Linked DNA regions of Mus musculus: region 2 is linked to region 1. The links are chromatin contacts, called in public promoter capture Hi-C maps. All regions are on one chromosome and are shown on one strand. Each heading gives the region's core, a stretch centred on a gene start, on an enhancer-like site or on the middle of the called end of the contact. The rest is flanking DNA. Distances are from core to core; before and after follow the strand shown. Region 1 holds the start of Zcchc24 (zinc finger, CCHC domain containing 24). Region 2 holds the start of Arhgef3 (Rho guanine nucleotide exchange factor (GEF) 3).

Region 1 (4,413 bases), core at 724-3,223:
CTGTGTAGAACTCAACAAATATTTGCTAAGAGAATTAATAATGGAAAACACCCAGCCAGTAAAGAAATACTCCACAAACAGTTCTCCAAAGCCTTTGGTCACCTAAAGTCAGCTCCCCAAGAGACAACACATTGTTACAAGAAAGAAGATCCCAGCCAGGAACCATTCCGCAGGGCAGAGAGCATGTGTTATGGTTTATAAAGAGCCTTGGCATGTAAGTGCTTTCCCCCACCCCCACCCCCACTCCCACCCCGGGCTCTGCAGGCACCTTTCCAGTCTTGCCCCCATACCCAGACCTCCTGCACAGCTTCTATTCCATAGGGCAGCAGGGCAGCCTTGGGAGTGCTGGCCTTTCACATGTCTGTGAGTCTTCCCGTAAACCATGGCAGTGTTGAACACATACCTGAGACCAGAAAGGGTGATCTCCTGACGCCACATCTCAACCCCAGCACACTCCAGCATATACAGGCCTCACTCGCAATGACCTCTGGGTCAGAGGTGAAAGTGACCCCGTGTGTGTCCCTCTACCTCCTGCGTCTTTTAGCAGAGGGAAACCACAGGGGGCAAGGGAAAGGCACAGAGGGTATTGGCAATTTCCAAAATGGAGCAAACGGATGTGGGGTGCCATTAGTAGATGGATTCTGGGAAGGCTCTGGATAAGACCCGCAAAGGAGGCTGGGAGGTCACGGCCACCTGTGTATTTATCTAGCTGGTAACATGCACTGTCCAGTAGACTTTGTAACCGAATCCATTGAGCAGGCAGCCTTTGCAACACATCCCAGGTTTTGGGAGAAGGCACTAGGCAGCTGGAGCCCTCCCATCGCCACAGCCTAACCCTCCCCCCCCCGCCCCCCAAGGATTTCCCTTTCATTTCCTTCCAGCCTGGGAAGGCAGGGGACAGAACAGTCTGCTAGGTCAAGCCCTCAGAAACCACTTCCTATGTGCCTGGGGGAGGGCAAGCAGCTGCAGGGTGGATCTAGGGGTTCCCAAGTGGTGGGAACAGGAGAAAAAGCCCCTGGAAGAGCAACTACTTTCCAGGGAGCCCTCCAGGTTAAGAACTATGGAGGTCGGTGGGAGGATTCTTTTAGGCCCTTTCAGAGTTCAGAGCAGGTTCTGCAATCCTCCGTCCCAGAGAATGGCAGCCAGAAAAGTTCATAAGGTTGGGCGAAGGAAAGACTAGGAAGGGGCTCCCCGCCCTAGCCGCACCCCGGCAGTCTGCAGAGAATCCGGAGACACCCTTGAGCCTGCTTACTAGGAGCAGGGCTCCAAACTCGGAGAGGGGGCGGGAGGGCCCTGCCCAGGCCTGAGCTGCTCCGGGAGGCTCTGCCGGGAGGTGACGCGCTCCTGGTGCCCCAGGGACTTCGGGCGGCAAATTTGGCAGAGCTGATCGAAGTCAAGCCAAGCCGAACTGGGCAATGCGGGGCCGGCTTGGGCCATGCCAGGAAGAGCGGAACAGATAGAAGAGGGGCCTGAAACAGTGAGCGCCGGGCTGGCGCGCGCTGGGGCACCCACCTCTCCGCGCTGCAGCTGGAAGACGCTGTTAAGATAACTGGAGTGCAGGGGAGAACCCAGCTGCTCCGGGCGGCCCTTGCCGAAGGCCAGCTCCGGGGGCGCGGCGCCGGCGGGAGGCTCGGGCCGGAAGGCATCGAAGGCACTAGCCTGGTGTGTGTCCTGAAGCGACAGGTAGACCCAGTTGAGTAGCTGGGCTGGCTGGTACACCGAGGCGGCGCTCGTGTCGATGGCAGACAGCAGGCTCATTTTGCCGTGGCGGTGCCGGCCCCTCCCCGGCCGCCCGCTCGCGCCCCCCTCCCGGCGGAGGGGCGGGCACCGGGGAGCCTGTGCCCACTGCCAGCCGCCCCGGCCCCGACGGCTATCCGCCCCGCGTCCCGCGCCCCGCGCGTTGCCCGCAGCCGCCCGCCGCCGCCGCCGCCTCCCCGAACTGCAGCAGTGGGCGCGCACGGGCGGAGGAAAGAGGCAGAGAAAGTTGGGCAGGAAACTTTTGGCCCCGCCCCGCCTGCTGCCAGCCCCGCCTCGCCCGGGGATCCGCTATCTGCCTCTGCGCTGACCCCTCCGGGGACCGCTCCTAGGGTGGGGTCCACAGAGACCCCGCCCCACCCCGGCCAGTTCGGTCCTATCCTCGCTCCCCCATTGGTTGTCTTATTGAATATGAATGTGGGGGAGGGGCAAGACAAGAAAGAAGGCGGGTCCGCACATGTAGCACGCCGCCGACCCCCACACCAGGAGCGGCCCCTCCCGAATTTCCCCCCTCCGCCCCGGGGTCAGCTCAGCTCCCCAGCCTAGGAGCTCAGAATCAATTGGGCCCAAACATTCAGTTGGTTCTACTGTATGCTGGTTCCCATCACTTCCCAGGAGCTCTCTAGTTAATTAGGCGTTTGCAGCTTTTCCTTCTCCCAGTCCCTCCTCTTGCTGTTAGTCCGATTGTGTTTCTGTGACTGTCTCGATGTTCTCTAACGACACTTTAAACGTGTCTCGTTTGAAGCTTCCTTCTGTCTCCCTCGCTTCCCTCAAACACACACACACACACACACACACACACACACACACACACACACTCACACACACACACACACACTCACACACACACACACACACACACACACACACACACACACACTCCTCGCGCTATCACCATAGGACCCTCCCCCTCCCACTTAATTCCTTCCATCTGCAGAATCGTTTTGCGGACAGCCTGCGCTGAGGGGGGCCCCAGGTTCCTGCCCAAGGAAGGGCTCCCCTTCTCCTCCCCCCTTACACCCCCTCCCATCTCTTCCACTTCTCCTGTTTCTACTCCAGGCTGGCTTTTCTCTCCTCTTCTGCTCCCTGGGTCCAGCGTCAGCTCTCCCTAGTGTCTTGAAGGGGTTCCAGGACCCTGGCCTACAAGATCTCGGAAACCCACATTTTCCTGGAGGAGCCCGCATTAGCCAGTGGCTTCCCAGATCCTGAGGCCTTCATTCACCTCACAGTCCCAGAATGGTGTGTGCTGCCCCATATCCTGGGACCCAAGAACCAGGTCCAACCTCTCAGTGCCAACTCAGAGGAACTGACTGCCCTATGGGGACTCAAGTCACCTTCACCTCATTTGGCCCTGAAGCCATTCAGCCTGGTGTTAAAATGCCAGTAAATGGACTTCTGATGAGCCACCTCCCCTCTGCCAACCAGCCTGTGTTCTCTGTACTATGGGAATGATTATATTCATACTGGGTAGCTGTTGAGTGGAAAAATAGATTCAGTAAATAGAAGCTGTTTCAGGAAGGTCCTTTGTCCCCCAACCAGTCACCAAGCCAGGACACCTCAGCACATCTGTAGATGCTTGAATTCAACAGCTTTCAGTGTGACAGAGAGCTAGCCTGTGTCACCAATTGAGAGACCCTTTGATCTCCCTGTTTTGAACCAGTTTGCCTATCAAACAATTGGCAGTTACTAATTCAAATGACAACACGTATGCTAATAAAATCCCAATATGCTTCTTCATTCAAGACTTATCTCTAAGCCAGATGTAGTGAGCTTGATGCTAGCCTGGGCTGTAGTGGGTTGGTCCTGTGCTGTTGTGTATTCAAATGCTAAAATCTGTACCCCAAGTTCTGGTTGCTTCAAGGTGAGCAGATCCTCTTGCATACCATCTTTTGCTGTAAAAACCTTGCCCCCCTGCCCCAAGTGTTGTGAATTTGGTCTGACGCTTGTATTGTGTTAAATGGGTTCCCAAAATTGCAGGAGAATACGCATGTAAAATGTTGAGGGTCCCTGCCCCAAGTTGGTTCTGATTGGAAATTAAAGTTGCCAATGGTTGGGCAGGGAAACAGAGGAGGGACTTTAGGATTTTCGGGCAAGGGGACCAAGGAAGATGATTTAAAACCACCAGGCTGGGAAAAGAGTAAGCCTGAGAGGTATAGAAGAGAGAGCATATCAATCACATAAGAGTGGCTCCAGAGGGGCCCCGCATTGGGTCTAGGGCATCAAAGATGGAATATAGATTTTAGTAAGTAATAACTCAGGAATATCGGAGGAGGCAGGTTTTAGGCACACGGAAGTTTGGGGGTGGCCCAGCCATTGAGCTGTTTGAGGCATATTAAACTATAAGGCTGTGTGTGTGTGTGTGTGTGTGTGTGTGTGTGTGTGTGTGTGTGTGTGTTTCATCCGGGAACCTAGAACACTGGAGCAGGTACTGTGGAATGCCTGCTGCTGATGTGAATTAAACATCTATTACTATCAGTGATTGGTTAATAAAGATGCCTGTAGCCTGTAGCTAGGCAGAAGAGAGGTGGGCGGGGCCTCAGTTCCCAGGCTTGGGGTCTGAAGCAGGGACTATTGAGGGAGAAGGGGAGAGGAGAAAAGGAAGTTCACAAGGGTAAATGGATTGTGAGCCCATGGCCTTGAGGGCCAGCCTGCTGGAGT
Region 2 (4,617 bases), core at 1,963-4,462, 1.6 Mb after region 1:
AGAGGAATTACTAAGCTGGTCCAACCTCCCTCAAAATCAGACACTAGCCTGGCTCTGTGCTTGAGAGCCCTCCCTCTCATAGGGCAGCCTGTTGCTAACAGTCTTTGGTTACTCACACTCCGACTTAGAGTCCCAGGCAGATTCCCCAAATCCCAAATCAGCAAATAACAAAGCAGAGGGGAGGGCCTGAACCTGGAAACAAGGCAGAAACTGCACAGGGTTAAAAAAAATACTTTTAAAAATCGTTGGAATATCCCATAGACCACATACAAAACTTGTACATCCTATTTCAAATTCCTGGCCTAGTATAACACACACACACCATTCATATGTATGTGTGTATCTTTAAGAATTTAAAAACAAGAACCCTGTTTTGGGTGGTCAGACATTCAGTCTATGAGAACTTGGGAAAATCAGACCCAAGGATACTGAGGTCATTTTGTGGCACTATTTAAGTAGTTGTGCTATTTGCAATTCTCTCTTTCTCCTTCCCTCCTTCTCTATTTCCCCAGAGGGACAGTAAAAATTTTGCTGCATGTATGTTATTCACTGATTCTATGGTTCCTAGTATTTTTTAAGAAAGGCAAAATAAGTCTTAAGAGAAAATGAACTATATATGGTAGGCTTCTTATTAATATATGATTTTTGTTTGCTGTACAGTAATTAAATGTGAGCTTCCATTCCCCTTCCTCATTTCACATTCACTGTGTGTGTGTGTGTGTGTGTGTGTGTGTGTGTGTGTGTGTGTTCCCATGTGTGTGGGTGTCAGTGGAGGTCAGAAGAGGCTATGAGATCCTTAGGAGCTGGACTTATAGGTGGCTTCAAGCTACCTGAAGTGGGTGCTGGGAATTGAACTTGAATCCTCTTAAAGAGAAGCAAGTGCTTTTAACTGGTGAGCCAACTCTGCAGTCCTCTTTTCTCTCCATTTATAAGAGCTTATTTATTATTACCATGTGTTTTTGATGTGTCACACTGCCTGGTCAGTCCTAAGAACACTAAAGCACCCCAATACCAGGGCTGTGGGAATCGATTACAGGTAACACCCCATCGAGGGCTGTAAGTGTATTTTCCAACTGGAGAACAAGGCCCAGTGAACTTCACTGGGGATCAAGGCTCATTCCCAAATGCACTGTTGATGCCCAGGGTCTTGTGGTGGAGACTGTGGGTGAGCTTGGAAGAGCAGGGCAGGGTAAAGGAAGAGAGGCTGTGGAGGCCTTGGCTCTGGGACATGTCACTACCTCTGGGCCTGGCTTGGTTGGGCACCCTTGGAAATGGGGTTTCCTCTGCCTAACACTATCTTTGGCCAAGCTTACAGGTGTATGAGCAGTTCTCACATGCCCCTTCTCATTCCATGCCTCTTGCTGCAGCTTTCTTCTTGTTGCATACTTGGGAAGAAAACCGCAGGCGCTTTCTCCAGTCTCAATAGGAACCCACTCACTTCAGAGCCCTGTTTACACATACACTCCTTCTTGACTCCAGAGGCAGTCTGTCTGTCTGTCTGCTATCTAGTCAGGCAAGATAATGAGTGGGTTTAGTGCCAGAGTGTGGATTTGGTACCTGAGGTGGAAGATCTGCAGGTTAAGCAGTTTCCTGCCAGGAAAAGTAGGAACTGCTGGGTCCTGACCTCATCTGGAAGCAGGTCTATATTTCTTCATCACACTGCCTCCTTCACACCCCAGAAGCAAAACCAAGACTCAGTACCTCTCTGTAACAACACCCTCCGTATGCAGACCTTTCACGGGAGGAGAGAAAGATACTATAGCAAAGTTTAAGAAATGTTATTTGGAGGAAATGATAACTTAAAAAAAATGAATCTTTTTTTCCCAGGGTGATGTGAATATATTTTTCTTTTAAGATGTTGAAAATTGTTACTGTAACTGTAAAGCCTCTTTGTCCACTATTACTAACCTTTTCTATCCCAGATGTTTCTCCTCTGCCACCAGGGAGAGTGTAAGCTTGTCTCAGATTCTTCTAGACATTCAATGTTGTTGACCTCCAAGTATATCTTTATAGAGAATATCAAAAAAAAAAAAAAAAAGAAAAGAAAAGAAAAAAGAGAGAAAGAGAGAAAAAAGAAAGAAAGAACAAAAGAAAAGGACAGAAAAGAAAAGAAAAGAAAGAAAAACTCTTTTGTAGCTGTGTTTTGAACACAAACTGTGTACTGCTTTGTTCCGAATTGTTACACATTGGATACTAGGAATCGAACTCACAGCCTCACACTTGATAACTATTCTCCCAAAGCCCGGCATTCCCAGCCTTTTGCAATTATTTTCCAACTGAGGCCAACATAAAGGAACTCTTTCAGTTTCACACCCATAGACCCTTCTCCTCTCTGATCTCTATGGGGTGGTGTTCTATAATTAGAAAAGCTTACTTAAATACTCTTACTAAAGACTGTTACCATTGTTTTTAGGGTTTTGTTTGTTTTGTTTCGTTTTGTTTTTTGTTTGTTGTTGTTGTTGGGGTTTTGTGTGTGTGTGTGTGTGTGTGTGTGTGTGTTTGGTTTTTTTTTATAGGTTGGTCTGGGCTGCAGCAACGATCTTGTAATTACTTCTTGGGCATTTAAAACGTCAGTGTTTCCCCAGAAAAGATCCCCAAAAGCGTGGTCTTCGCTCTAAGCTGGAAACAGACTGAATCAGTCCAGCGTGGGTGTAGGCTGTAGGTGTAGGGGCCTGTGTGGTGGGGGAGGAGAGGGGATGGTTAGAGGGGACTCCGTTCCTTCCGTACTGCGTGGTGGAAAGTATTTGTCTCTCAGCTTTGGAGCTTGGTTTCACGGTGCTTTTTGAACTGCACTTAAAATGGGTGCATTTTACTGTTTGGACTGCTTTTACCTACTAAAGCTTATTTTTAGTAAAATGTATCCAGGACAGCCAGAGATGTAGAGAAACCCTGCACACGCAGGTTTCCTCCCCTAACCCCTCGGAAAGTGAGAGCCTGGCTTGGGACTTGCCCCCTGCTCTATCAGCGTTTGCCTAGGGTCCTGGTTTCCTTGCTACAAGCTATGTAGCGGTCTGGGGTCTGGCAGCTCCACGCAAGCGTCCCCTGAGGTCCCCAAAGTCTGCAGAACCGCCCCAGCCTCAGGAGGCGTCTGTAAGTTCGCACCTGGCGCTCCTTGGAGGGCGGGGTGGGCCTCTCTAGTCCCGCCTACCCGCCCTCCCTCAGTGGGCATGGCTTAAAGCGGCCCCGCCCTTCCCGGTGGAGCTTAGGCGTCAGGTCCACTCTGCAAGAAGCAGCTGTAGGTGTTCGCATCGCCGTCGCCTGCATCGTGGAGCTCGGGCCCTCTTTTACCCGGGATTTTTGTTGTCGCCTGAAATTAGCGGTGACATCTCAAAGGGCAGGCCCGGCAGCCGCCATGGTGGCCAAGGATTACCCCTTCTACCTCACTGTCAAGAGGGCAAACTGCAGCTTGGAGGCGCCCCTGGGCAGCGGGGTGGCCAAGGACGAGGTAGGACGCGCCCTCCACACACCTGCACCTCCGGGCTTCTCTGCCACCTCACCCTGTGTACCGCTCGCTTTCTCTCCGTCTCCCCCACGTGCTGCGCTTCTCCAGATCGCCCCTTCAAGTGTTCCCTCTCACGCCTTCTCTGTGGGTCCTCTATCGCTGCCCTGCTCCCTGAGCTCGGGAACCGCAGATCTTTGATGCTGCTTCTTTCCTTCCGAGCGACTGGCAGACCGAACCCCAGTCTCTGTCTAGAGCCTGCAAAGGCACCTACCTACCCGCTGCCCTGTTAGGAAGGCCCGGGTGTCGAGAGAGAGCCTCGTAAAGCAATGTCTCCCCGTCCCCGGCCGGGGTTAAGAGAGCTAAGTTCTTGGGGACCGGTTCAGACATTTCACCAGACACACTTGGTTTTGTAGCTGTTTGAGAGCAAGGGCGGGACAGGGCACCTTTACTTGTCACAAGTAACCAATAAAGGAGGTTGGGGGAAGGGTGTCGTTCATTTTGGGTCTGAGCTAAATGAGTAATTGAGGCTCTCCTTCATGACTGCTGAAAACGAGCTAAAACGTTGGTGAATGGGAAGCTGACTTGAAATGCTAGAAACAGTTCCCATTCTGGGAACTTGGGCGCGGGGAGAGGGGCAGTGCCCTTGGGTAATCCAGGGAGTCCTCTCAGTTTGGCTTTCTTAGGCTTTCCTCTCCCACCCCCATGTGTCCTGTCTCTGGCAAATTGCTGACTGCCCTTAGAAGTTGGTTAGGTTCAGTTGGGGGAGAAGACGATTCTCATTCTTTTTCAAGGTTTTAGAGAAGACAGTTAATTGTCTTATCAGACTCCAGTTTTGCTGTGGTGGAGTCCGTAGGACCAGCTCATCATGTCGTCTGTCTGTGTCTGTGTCTGTGTGTGTGTGTGTGTGTGTGTGTGTGTGTGTGTGTGTGTGTGTTCGTTCTCCACTTTCCTCTGCCTCACTCTGAGAGACTCGGGGTGGGCAGTGACGCTGGAGGCAGGTGTGTGTCCCGCCTTGTCACAGCACTGTTGATTCCACCTACACAACACATGTAGGTCTGCTTGGTGTGTGCCCTTGACGCTCTGAATTCTGTATAGGTGTGTTTTGGGGGTTGGTAGCATCAGAGATCCATTTCCTCCAACAAGATTGCCTCCCTTCAACAGGACTCCACCAGATT

The links. Promoter capture Hi-C pulls out the DNA fragments that hold promoters and counts their contacts.
Region 2: a promoter capture Hi-C map of pre-B cells shows a contact between it and region 1, with 3 times the contacts expected there. The contact joins the promoter of Arhgef3 here to the promoter of Zcchc24 in region 1. A contact is called at or near these places in 2 of 39 promoter capture datasets (liver and pre-B cells).

The regions. Positions count from the first base shown.
Region 1 is chr14:25,767,099-25,771,511 of GRCm38.p6, forward strand. It overlaps Zcchc24 (zinc finger, CCHC domain containing 24), which reads right to left and starts at 1,974. Exons shown (of 4, transcript NM_001101433.2): 1 at 1,513-1,974. The coding sequence starts at 1,758.
Region 2 is chr14:27,332,825-27,337,441 of GRCm38.p6, forward strand. Arhgef3 (Rho guanine nucleotide exchange factor (GEF) 3) reads left to right here and starts at 3,213. Exons shown (of 10, transcript NM_001289687.1): 1 at 3,213-3,445. The coding sequence starts at 3,353.